Regions from separate parts of the Sus scrofa genome. Here all the other regions are linked to region 3. A link is a contact called in public promoter capture Hi-C data. All regions are on one chromosome and are shown on one strand. The core of a region is the stretch at or near the end of the contact, and the rest is flanking DNA. Distances in the headings are between cores, read along the strand shown. Region 1 holds the start of SIAH2 (E3 ubiquitin-protein ligase SIAH2). Region 2 holds the start of EIF2A (eukaryotic translation initiation factor 2A). Region 3 holds the start of LOC110256335 (basic salivary proline-rich protein 3-like).

The links. Promoter capture Hi-C pulls out the DNA fragments that hold promoters and counts their contacts.
Region 1: a contact with region 3 is called in a promoter capture Hi-C map of fetal liver, with 3 times the contacts expected there. The contact joins the promoter of SIAH2 here to the promoter of LOC110256335 in region 3. A contact is called at or near these places in 2 of 5 promoter capture datasets (fetal liver and fetal skeletal muscle), 3 of 47 Hi-C or Micro-C datasets (mesenteric adipose tissue and skeletal muscle) and 1 of 2 datasets of contacts at active chromatin or transcription factors (alveolar macrophages).
Region 2: a promoter capture Hi-C map of fetal skeletal muscle shows a contact between it and region 3, with 2.9 times the contacts expected there. The contact joins the promoter of EIF2A here to the promoter of LOC110256335 in region 3. A contact is called at or near these places in 1 of 5 promoter capture datasets (fetal skeletal muscle) and 1 of 2 datasets of contacts at active chromatin or transcription factors (alveolar macrophages).

What each region holds. Positions count from the first base shown.
Region 1 is chr13:90,969,562-90,973,143 of Sscrofa11.1, reverse strand. It overlaps SIAH2 (E3 ubiquitin-protein ligase SIAH2), which reads left to right and starts at 1,606. Exons shown (of 2, transcript XM_003358611.4): 1 at 1,606-2,473. The coding sequence starts at 2,057.
Region 2 is chr13:90,760,116-90,763,613 of Sscrofa11.1, reverse strand. EIF2A (eukaryotic translation initiation factor 2A) reads right to left here and starts at 1,971. Exons shown (of 13, transcript XM_021069601.1): 1 at 1,930-1,971. It overlaps SERP1 (stress associated endoplasmic reticulum protein 1), which reads left to right and starts at 2,214. Exons shown (of 3, transcript NM_001243260.1): 1 at 2,214-2,687; 2 at 2,971-3,046. The coding sequence starts at 2,604.
Region 3 is chr13:91,269,382-91,273,147 of Sscrofa11.1, reverse strand. It overlaps LOC110256335 (basic salivary proline-rich protein 3-like), which reads right to left and starts at 1,277. Exons shown (of 1, transcript XM_021069815.1): 1 at 513-1,277. The coding sequence starts at 1,277. The coding sequence ends at 513. It overlaps MED12L (mediator of RNA polymerase II transcription subunit 12-like protein), which reads right to left and starts at 1,560. Exons shown (of 46, transcript XM_021069608.1): 1 at 1,333-1,560.

The DNA.
Region 1 (3,582 bases), core at 357-2,856, 300 kb after region 3:
GCTTGGGAAATATCTACTGAATGATTGAATGACATCACATCTATTAATTTTTTTCATGATTTAGATTAATTCCACCAATTCAAGCACGTAGGCTTTCTAGATACCCTGTATAAGATTAAACTTTCTTCTGGGCTCTAATAGAGTATTTCTTGGACAAGTTTTATTCACTAATATTTACTAACGGTAAAATTCACTAATAACATTTTTAAATAATAACAGCTAACGTTTAAGCAGTGCTTATGATGGGCCAGTTTCTTGGCATAAGTCAAACTCATTTAACCCTCACCACCCCACCTATAAGACAGGCACTGGGGTTTTGTTTTTTTTGTTTACGGTGGCTGTAGGTGATTTTTTTTTTTTTTCGTTGCACCCTTGCATCCTTTATGCTATGCCAGGGACTGAGTCCGAGCTGCAGCTGCGACCTAGGATGCAGCAGGACAATACAGGATCCTTTAACCCACTGCCCCACCGGGACCAAACATACACCTCCCCAGCCACGGGAGCCACTGCAGTGGAATTCTTAACCCAGTGTGCCACTGCAGGGACTCCTAGAGAGGTACTGTTTTTATTCCACTTTTTCAAATAAGGAAATTGAGACGCAGAGAAATAAAGAACTTGTCCAAAGTCACACAGATGGTAAGCGGAGGACACCGCTCTTCACCCAGGCCTGACTGTTGTTCCTTACCACTGTCTCTCCTGCAAGGAATCGCCTGATTCCCAGCTACGTAGCCCCTTCCCCCAGTTCCAAGGTCAGGGGCTCGAAGTAAGCAGAAAAGCAATTTAACTCAGTACACATTAACTCGTGGTTCCCTCCAGGCTACCACCCTTCTCTAAGGCTTCGGCTTGGCGTGCAAAACGAGTACCCACATCTTGCATCAAAGTTGTGCACTTCTGACGGGTCTCAAAGATGAGGCTGTGTTGTATTGGAGGGGGTCACCCACTGTCGTCGCGTGTTTCAAGACCCAAGCCACATTTCTGGCACTCCTAGAATCTGGCAATCTCGAACTCTCTTTTTAGCAAACACTGACCACGAACTGCCTCCCGGGCCTGCCAGCAAGTCAGATGCTTTGAATTCAACGAAGGCTTCGGCAGGTCAGATGACAACAGGAATAGTTTACCTCCTCCCCGCCTTAGGCAGCAGGACCAAGAAGTGGTTCAAACACATCCTTAAGCGCCCAGCGCTAGATCCTGCGCCGCTGCAGACCTGATCCAAGCCCCTCGTCCTGCTCCATGCCTAAAGCTCCGTGTCTCGACCCAGAGCTCCATCCTAAGTGCCAGGTTGGCGGCGCCGCACGCCTTCTCAGCTCTCTGCTGACTCAACCCGGGAAAGCGTAACTAACCTCTCGTTTTTTTCCGACCAGTCCAAGGACGCCCGCGTCCCGCCCCGCCCACCACTCAAGCCCCAGCCCCGCCTAAAGTTGCCCTTCTGGTTTGCGCCCGCGGGACGCGTCAGCGTGTCTCCCCGGGGTGTGGCTAAAGGACTTCAGCGACGCCTTTCTGAAGGGCGGCCCCCTCCGCAACCCGGAAAGGCAGATCCCGCGCGGCGGCGGCGGCGAGTCGGGCATGCTCACTGGCGCGGGCCGGGCCGGCAGCCCTGGCAGGAAGCGCCCGCGCTAGGCGGCCCCCGGCGCTGCCAGCTGGAGTCGGGCGGAGCCGGCGCCCCAGCGCAGGGTGGCTCCGCCAGTCCCCGCGCGCCTGGGCGGCCTCACACGTGTCCAGGCGTCACGTCCGCGCGCGCCCCCGGGGCTTGCGTCAGCTGCTGCTCCGGTAGCGGGTGGGCCGAGGTTCTGCGTACAGCTCGGCTTTGGGGCCACGACGCCGCGGGGAGGAGGAGTCTGGGGGTGCGGAGGGGAGTTCGGAGCTCCCGGGGCCGCAGAGATCGTCGGCGTGGTCCAGTCCCCCGCCTGCCCGGCGCCGACTGTCTTCACTGCTTGGTCCTGGGCTGGGCGCGGTGGCGTTGCCCCGGAGCCCGCCGCCCGCGGGGCGCGCACCGCCTTGACCCCGGCGGCCCCGCGGCAGGCAGGCGCCCGCAGTTCCATGGTTGGTTCAGAGCGCGATGAGCCGCCCGTCCTCCACCGGCCCCAGCGCTAACAAACCCTGCAACAAGCAGCCGCCGCCGCAGCCCCAGCACGCTCCGTCCCCGGCTGCGCCCCCGGCCGCCGCCACCATCTCGGCTGCGGGCCCCGGCTCGTCCGCGGTGCCCGCCGCGGCGGCGGTGATCTCGGGCCCCGGAGGCGGCGGCGGGGCTGGCCCGGTGTCCCCGCAGCACCACGAGCTGACCTCGCTCTTTGAGTGCCCGGTCTGCTTTGACTATGTCTTGCCCCCAATCCTGCAGTGCCAGGCCGGGCACCTGGTGTGTAACCAATGCCGCCAGAAGTTGAGCTGCTGCCCGACGTGCAGGGGCGCCCTGACGCCCAGCATCAGGAACCTGGCTATGGAGAAGGTGGCCTCGGCAGTCCTGTTTCCCTGCAAGGTAAGCTCAGGTGCCAGCTGCGCACTTTTCCCGGCGACCTGAAACTCCCTTATCCTCCAAACCACTCGCAGGCGCTGGGAGGCAGGCGGCATCTCTCTTATTTTAACAACAACAACAACAAAAGTTTACACCTTGTCCACCCTCCCCCATGCCCACCTGTCCACTTTGGGAGTAGCTTTGGGGTGACAGCTGCCCGATCACTGACCCCAGCCTAACTGGCACGCGATCGCTGTTCGAACACATCACAGCTCTCCCACCGGGAGCCTGCGTACTCTGCAGACGTGTACTTGGGTGTGCTTGGTAGAGCTGGGCCGCTCAAGTAAAACTTGGATCGGGAAGCTGACCATCTGTGAGGGATTGAAGAAGGGGAAAAGGGTAAACTAAACGCACCCTTTACCAGCACTGGCCTTGGAAGGAGTGGTACTAGATTCCTCCTGCATGGTTTTGCGCACCCCTGACACATGGGAGCCTTTTGCACACCCCTGACACGTGGGAGCCCTCCGGAATGAGGCTAAAAAAAGGGTACCTATAGCCTGTTTTCCTCCAACAATAAGAAAACCCTCTAAGCCATGCCTTTCCCTCTCCTAGCCTTCAGAGTTTTGTGTTTTGTTTTGTTTTTTACTAAGGGGTGAAAACAAGAGTTGATCAGGAATTTAACAGGAAGGGCATTCAGGAGCTGTTACAGTTCTTTAAAGAACATTGGTTTATTTTTTATTCAGTTTAAAAAGTTATCCATGCTCTTGAAAAAAAAAAAGAAAAAGCCAACTACTAAGACAAGAAAAAACAAGTGAAAGACCAAGACCTCTCACCTCCTCTCCCACCAGTGTCAGGTTTAGTGTGCATCTTCATAGGCTTTTTCTAACCATATATAAATATACTCTCCGCAGCTGAATATAGAACCCTAGAACCCTAGATGTCAGTGTGGGAAGGTTTATATATGCACACACAGACATAAGTGTTTCTCCAAAAATGGCTTCTTCAACTTGCTGTCTTAACTTCATATCATCGTGTTTTTCTATGTCTGAAACATAGCTCTACCTCACTGTATTTTAGAGGCTGTATAATACAGCATTGTGTGGTCATATGGTAATGTCTTGTTACTTAAAAAT
Region 2 (3,498 bases), core at 722-3,221, 510 kb after region 3:
GACTGACAGATAACCTTTCACCTCTTATAACATCCTTGATTTTAAGCACTGTAAGAAAAGTGTCACTCTTAGTTAATCTGACTACAAAGAAAGTAGTTGTCCTTCATTAATTTATTCCTCCATTAAACATTGTGTCTACTGTTTACCAGACACTGTACTTGGAACTGAGAAGAAAGGGAGGAATACGCCTCTGCTCCTGCCTTTAAGGTGTTCACAGTATAGCAGGAGAGGAAAGCACCTAAACAACCAGATAATTATCCTATGTCTTAAGTGAAAAAAAAATCCAAGTATATATGAGGCACAAAAATTGCCTGGTGAGAGAATGACTACTTAGGAAAAGGAAAGACTTTACAAAGTAATGGTGTCTAAAACAAAATTTCAAAAATAAAAGGAAATCAGCCAAATCAAGAGGAAGAGGGTAGTGTTAGACTGAGGAAACAGGTTATTCAAGGGTTTTATAAGCAGTTCAGTATTGATGGGGAACAAAATAGGATGGAATGGCCAGAAATAAAATGAATGCCAAGCATGTTATAAAGGTTCTATATGCTATGCTATGCTATGCTAAGCAGGATGGAATTTAACCTTGTAAGCAGTCACTGTAAGGATTTTAAAAGGGAAGAAAAAGGATCAGATTTGCAATGTGCTAATTTTTAAATTAAAGTTCAAATAAGCATTTAGTATTCCAAAATTGAGGAACATACATGCTACCTTTATGATGCTAGAGAAACAAATTCATTTAATTATGTAATTACACTTTTTAAACAGTATGCGTCTGGCATATTATCTAACAAATTAGTATTTGATAAATGTTCTCTTTTTCTTTTAAGATCGCACCTGCAGCATATGGACGTGCCCAGGCTAGGGGTCCAATGCATCCTCACGGACACTTACATTGGGTTTTAACCCGCTGAGCCACAACAGGAACTCTGTATTTGATGGATGTTTGATGAATGAACTGTGGTAGCCAGATTGTATATGAATGGCCATGGTGTTTAGCAACAAAGATTTCAAAATGTAATGGTAAAAAGTGCAAAAGCTTTTTAAGCTTCCTTTCAAGTCTTGGGGGAAATAACCTCTTTCCTCAAAAGCAGACCACCTTTCTCTCAATTGCTTCTTTTCCCTTCCATACGTTATTAAGTTATTGGTAACTTAATTAAAGCCTTCTTTTCCCTCCCAACTCCTCTCTAAGAAGATGACGCTCATATGAGACTCCCAGCCAATCATTACTCTAATCCAGAGTCATTGCAGACATTGTCCAAGACTAAGTTTATTTTCTTCTCCAACATTATAAACTCTACTTCAGCTTCAAAACCTCAGAAATCCTGTAATATCTGAACGTTGCTACTTTATAATGCTCACTTCCACCACTCCAGACCACAGAAATCCAATGAAAGCCTACACCACCACAGGTCCACTTGCTCTACTCAGTCCTACAAATTTCATAAAGTCAAGGAGTACAGGATTTGGTATTACTTAAATTCAAATATATTTAATGTGTTTAGTTATTCTACTGGACTAAGCCATTTGTTTACTTTTTCCGCCTTATTACAGAGCTAAATGTCTGCACACTGTCAACAAAGCCTGTCGCAACCTGGTAAGCGTACGTGTTACATCAGTACTGCAGACCCAAGGCAATAAATCCCGCTAGCACTCTCTGTTCTTAAGCCCCTTCCTCTATTCCTGTAGACCTTGTAGTGTCAGGGAATAATGATGGATGGGCAATAGGGAGGGGGAATGCTGGAGCCCAGAGGCGGGGGCCTCACTTCCGATTGCCACGCTACACCAAGAAATCCAAAAGGCCCTCCAGCTCTTCTACAACCAATAAGAAAAGGTAAATCTAACTCAGAGGCTCCTTGGGTAGTCCCAGAGGGAAAAGACACAAAAAAATACTGCTCTGAAGAAGCACTCCCTTGGTTGCTCGGAACTCACCTGTCAGGAGCGGCGCGGACGGCGCCATCTTGTCCCGGGAAGAGAAACTCTTACGCCTGGGTCAGAGTTCACGAGGGCCGAACCCGGCCCCAACACGTCTCCTCCGGCGTGCAGACTACGAACTGGTGTTTCCGGGGCCACCGGCCTCGGGGCTAACTCGCTTCCGGTTGGAGAGCTTGAACGGGCACTGGCGGCTCTGGGGCTACCCTCTACGGAGCGTGAGGGGGCGGGGCTAGAGCCGGTGCGTCGGTCTTCACCCCTCCCTCTCCGTCTTCCTCGGCAGGCGGAGCCCGCCCAGTGCTGACGTTGGCAGCCGAACCCGAAGTAGTTCGAGCCGACGGGCTGCGCTGTCCGGTTGTTGCGTTGCATTTCCTTCCTCTCTCGCTCCACGCTCCAGCAGCGGCCAGAGCAGCGGCGCGAGAATATCCCGGCGGCCTGCTCTCCTCCTTCGGCGCGCCCTCTCGCTCGGCCAGCGTCGTCAGTCAGTCGTCAGTCAGTCGGTGGCCCGCGCCCGGCTAGCGCTCAGGCCCAGCGGCCAGAGCTAGCGCCCAGCCTGAGAGCCAACTCGCTCCGGCGGCGCGGGCACCGGGAGTGGAGTGTGGGTCTCGGGGGCCCTAGGGCAGGCGAGCGAGCGAGGCCGAGGGGTGACCGGGGCAGGTCGTGGCGCCGCGAAGATGGTCGCCAAGCAGCGGATCCGTATGGCTAACGAGAAGCACAGCAAGAACATCACCCAGCGCGGCAACGTCGCCAAGACCTCGGTAAGGGAAGAGCGGGCGCCCCTCTCTGTTCCGCCAAGGCCCGGGGCTCCAGGGCCGCGTCGAGCTCTCCTCCCAGACCCGGCCGACTCAGGGGCTGGAGGCCACGAGTTGGACGCTAAGTTGGGAACTCTGGGAGGTGGGTGCCGGAGCTGGGCGGCTCGGGATCGCAGGGAGACCTGTCGGGTGCGGGGACCCAGCGACCTGGCTCGGGGTGCAGGCGGTGGGATACCAGGGTCAGAGTGGGTTTTTTTGCATTGGAAACCGTGGATTTGCCTTTTTGCAGAGAAATGCTCCCGAAGAGAAGGCGTCTGTAGGACCCTGGTTATTGGCTCTCTTCATTTTTGTTGTTTGTGGTTCCGGTAAGTGTTTTGTAGCCACCATCGGGTAGGGTGTTGGATGACGGGTTCGAGATGACGTGGTGACCATCAGTGGTGAATCCTGCCGCGGAGTCTCAACCCACCTGCTGGGAGCCCCGCATAATTCTGTTTCATCTGAATCGAATTACTTGTCCCACATATGCACAGAGGGTGGTGCTCTAGAAACTTCTCCCCGCTTGATTTGCGTTCACAGAAGAGTAGAAAAGGAGGTCAGGTCCTTAGTAACGATCTAGTTGAAAGAAATGTAGACCAAAACAAGAAACAAAAACACCTCCCAGAATAAGAATTTAGAATGTTTTGCAACCTTTGTTGCAAAAGAGAAACTTAGGAACTTCATGTACATGTGGATGTTCGAACTTAATTTAACGTATTCCGTAAATCTAAGGTCTGTATGTCAAAATTGGTTACGTCTTATAAAAAAGTAAATCTGATGC
Region 3 (3,766 bases), core at 28-2,527:
GCACGCAGACACGCACTGATGGGGGCAGCCTTAGGCTGGCACCCCGCTGCGCTGGAGCCCCTGGGACATACCGCTACCGGAGGGGCTTGGAGGTCTGCCAGGGTCCTCCGCGGCGCCCGCCCCCGGTCCCCTCCACCCAGTCCCCAGGGGGAGGAGCAGCTGATGGGAACGTGTGACTTTTTTCACCAATGGACCCAAACCAACCCAGCCCGGCGCAGGGTGGGGGAAGGGCACGGGGGGGGAAAAAAAAAAAAAAAACTTTTCTTGGCGCCCCAGGCGGGTGGCTCAAGTGCTCGCCCAAGGAAAGGGTGGCCCTCCTACCCGAGGGAGAGAATGCGGAGCGGCCCGCCCCTGCCCCGCTCTTCGGCTGAGACCTTCCCCCGCCACCACGCGCCCCGCAGACCTCGCCACCTGGGCGCGGACCTGGCTAGGAAGGAGGGAAGCCTAGGAGAGAGGCCTGGAGGGAATGAGGGAGTCAGGGATGCGGACGGTGAGGAAGCGGTCAAAGCCTCCTAGACGCCCACAGGGCTCCGGTGGCGCATCCGCGGCTCGGGTCCCCTCGGCGGCTCTGGGAAGGCGCCGAGGCGCACTGCTGGCGGTCGCGGCGGCTGGAGGGGGCCGTGCTCACGGTGGCTCGGGGCCGACTTAACCCTTTGCTGCCCCTCCAGGGGCTGGGGAAGGAGGGGGGTTGAGGATTGGCAGCGAGAGCCGACGGGGGCAGCTAGTCCGCGGGCGTCTCGAGCTCCTCCTGCCAGCCGCCCTCTTCCCAGCCGCAGCTCCTCCTCCCTCCCAACCCCCGCCCCCAACAGTTTACCTGTTGGTCCCCGGCTAGTGGGCAGGGGCCGCCGACAGCGGCGGCACTTGGGCGGCCGCAGCCTCCATGATTCGGGCTGGGATGGGGGGAGGACTGGCTTTGATCTGATTTGTAAGGTATCGGTCTCGGCCAGGAGAGCTCCAGGGACGCCGCGAAGTTTGCCACTGTCTGGGGGCGGCTGGCGACGCCGGCTCGCCGCCGCCGGCGTTCTCGCCCCCACGGCCCGGGAGCGCGAGCTTCCGAGTTGGCGGACGGCGGCGCGGCGGCCGCACTGAGCATGCCCAGCTCGGCTGCCGGACCGCGGAGGAGTTGGCTGCGAGCGCGCTCCGATCCGCCTCTCCGGGTTTTCACAGCCGCAGAGCGCGCAGCCCGCGGGCCGGGGCGACGGAGCTGGCCCTGGGGTGAAACTGGGCAAGGGAGAGGGCGCCCCCAGGATCCCTTTCCCGGCCGCAGCCTGCGCCATCCTCCTCGACCTTTCCTAAAGTCGCTGTCCCCTCGGCCTGAGCCGGAAACCTCACCTGCGCCGGGCTTGCGGAGGGAGGGAAGGGATCCTCCAGGGGAGACCTTGGTCATCCAATCCGCCTGCGCTCCCCGCTCGCTTTGGGGCGTGGGCACCCAGATGCTGGGCCACCTGCCGCGAGCACTGCTAGACCGGAGCCGCGGAGGCGGGCCCAGTCTGTCCCGAGGGACCTCACGGGAGGCGCGCCTGGGAGGATGCGCTCGGCCAAGAATGATGGCTGCCATTTATGGAGCCCTTGCTTCGTGCCAGGGTCTTGGCAGTAAAGGTCTCTGATCCTTAAAAAAAATAAAATAAAATAAATTTTTAAAATTACAAGGCTTTACTGTACTCTTTTTATAGATAGAGAAATCAAGTCAGCTTAGGGAGACCTGGTGGCTTGCTCAAAGCCACAAAGCAAACTCTGCCGGATCCTAAGTTTCTGATCAGTTCTCCACGACTTGGAATTGGAAGGCCTGAAATGCCCTTGCCCGATAAGGTCAGGTTCTCCCACCTTAAGGAATTTCTCAGACTCCTAGTTCCATCCTCTATAAGATGATGGAAGCAGAATCTAACCCAAAGCCTTTGCACAGTGCCTGGAACATAGTAGGTGCTCAGGAGATGCTGGCTAACCCTAATGATCTACTTAACACTGCCGACTTTGAGCAAAGGATGGAGGGGAGGGGTGAGAAAAGGGTAGATAAGGCATGGCAACTTTGTAGGAGGCTAGTTCCTCATTCCCGACTCTGACCTATTAGCACTTCCCAAAGCACTTCCCTGAAGCCAAGTCAGGCCTGTAGTTTTTGAAATCTTTACTCAGTCTGAGCAAGTACTTTTAGAAAACAGTTACTTCCACCAAGAGGCATTTCCTGACAGCTCTCCGCACCCTCCCCCAAGGATTTCTCTTCCATTTATACCCTAGGTGTAACTTCAAAGCTGAACTTGCGCTTGGGGTATAAGCATCCATCAAATCGAGATTCCTTGCTTGAGAAACAGCAATTAGACAGTTACCTAATTTTATTAGGAAAATTGTCAATACATCAGAACACTACACAGAAAAAATGGCATAGTGAACCCCCAAGATTTCATCTCCCATCTGTGACAATTACCAAGGTTTTGCCATTCTCTTTTAATTCCACCCACCCCCCGAAACAGTGACATACACTGGAGGGGACAGTAATTGTTCACTGCTGCAACATAGTTACTTAACATGGAACCTGGCCTATAGCGAGCTCTCAAAAAAATGCTTGTTGGCTGGTGGCATGGATGCTAGGTGGGTGAGTAGGTGTGTGGATAGATTGATCACTGATGGTACCTTGGGTATGCCTTGTGCTGATACACAAATCTGGTAGGGAGATGTAACCTAAATTCTTCCTTTAGAATATCTTGGCCTCCAATTGTCCTCCACAAAGGAAAAAACTTGTAAAGGACTCAAAATGCTATCTAACTATAAAGACTTTAAAATCAAAATGAGTTAGCAGTGTGTCTACTGTTTGGGTAAAAGTGAAAGACAGTTTTCTGCTGGTCTCCCTTCTTAATTCCCTACCTTTTTTTTTTTTTTTTTTTTTTTTAAGGCAGCACCTGCAGCATATGGAAATTCCCAAGCTAGGGGTGGAATCAGAGCTGCAGCTGAGACCTACACCGCATCTTGAGGCAATGTGGGATCCTTAACTCACTGAGCAAGAGCGAGGGATGGAAACTGCTGAGCCACAACAGGAAATCCCCTCCCTTGTTCTGAGACACTCTAGCATGGATTTTTTTCCCTCTCATCATTTAAAAAGAAAAAGTGACATTTTGAGTATGCTGAGACAATTCCTCAGAAATCATCTTTTTACTACCTAGACTTCCCAGGGGTTTGCCTCCCTCACCCTGGCATTTGCCCTCTTCACAACCCACCATCATCTACCAACCCGACTTGCCTTAATGCCTCACCCCAGTTCGCTTTCACTCCTGTTTCCAAATATGAAATTCCCAGGCCCTTTTTTTTCTGATAGCCACCTAAGGACATTCCTTAGAGTCCGGACTCTGTAATGAAGCCCACAAAAAACTCTTGAGGCACAAAAGCATCCTTTTGTTCTTTTAGAACTCTTAGCACTTAATTTTCATTCTCTTATTTTTTTCTCACCAGTTTTATTGGGAAATAATTGACACCCATCACTGTACAAGTTTAGGTATACAGCAAGATGGTTCCACTTACAAATATTGTTACTGAATAGTTTCACCTAACATCCATCTTCACATACAGATACAATAAAAAGAAAGAAGGAAAGGAAAAAGGAAAGAATGTTGTCTTTTTGTCATAAGAAGTCTTAGGATTTACTCTCTTAACAACTTTCCTATATATCATACAGCAGTGTTAACTGCAGTCATCATTTTGAACATTACATCCTATATTAATTTATCTTATGACCAAAAGTTATATCTTTTGGCTACCTTTCTCCATTTCCCCCGTCCCT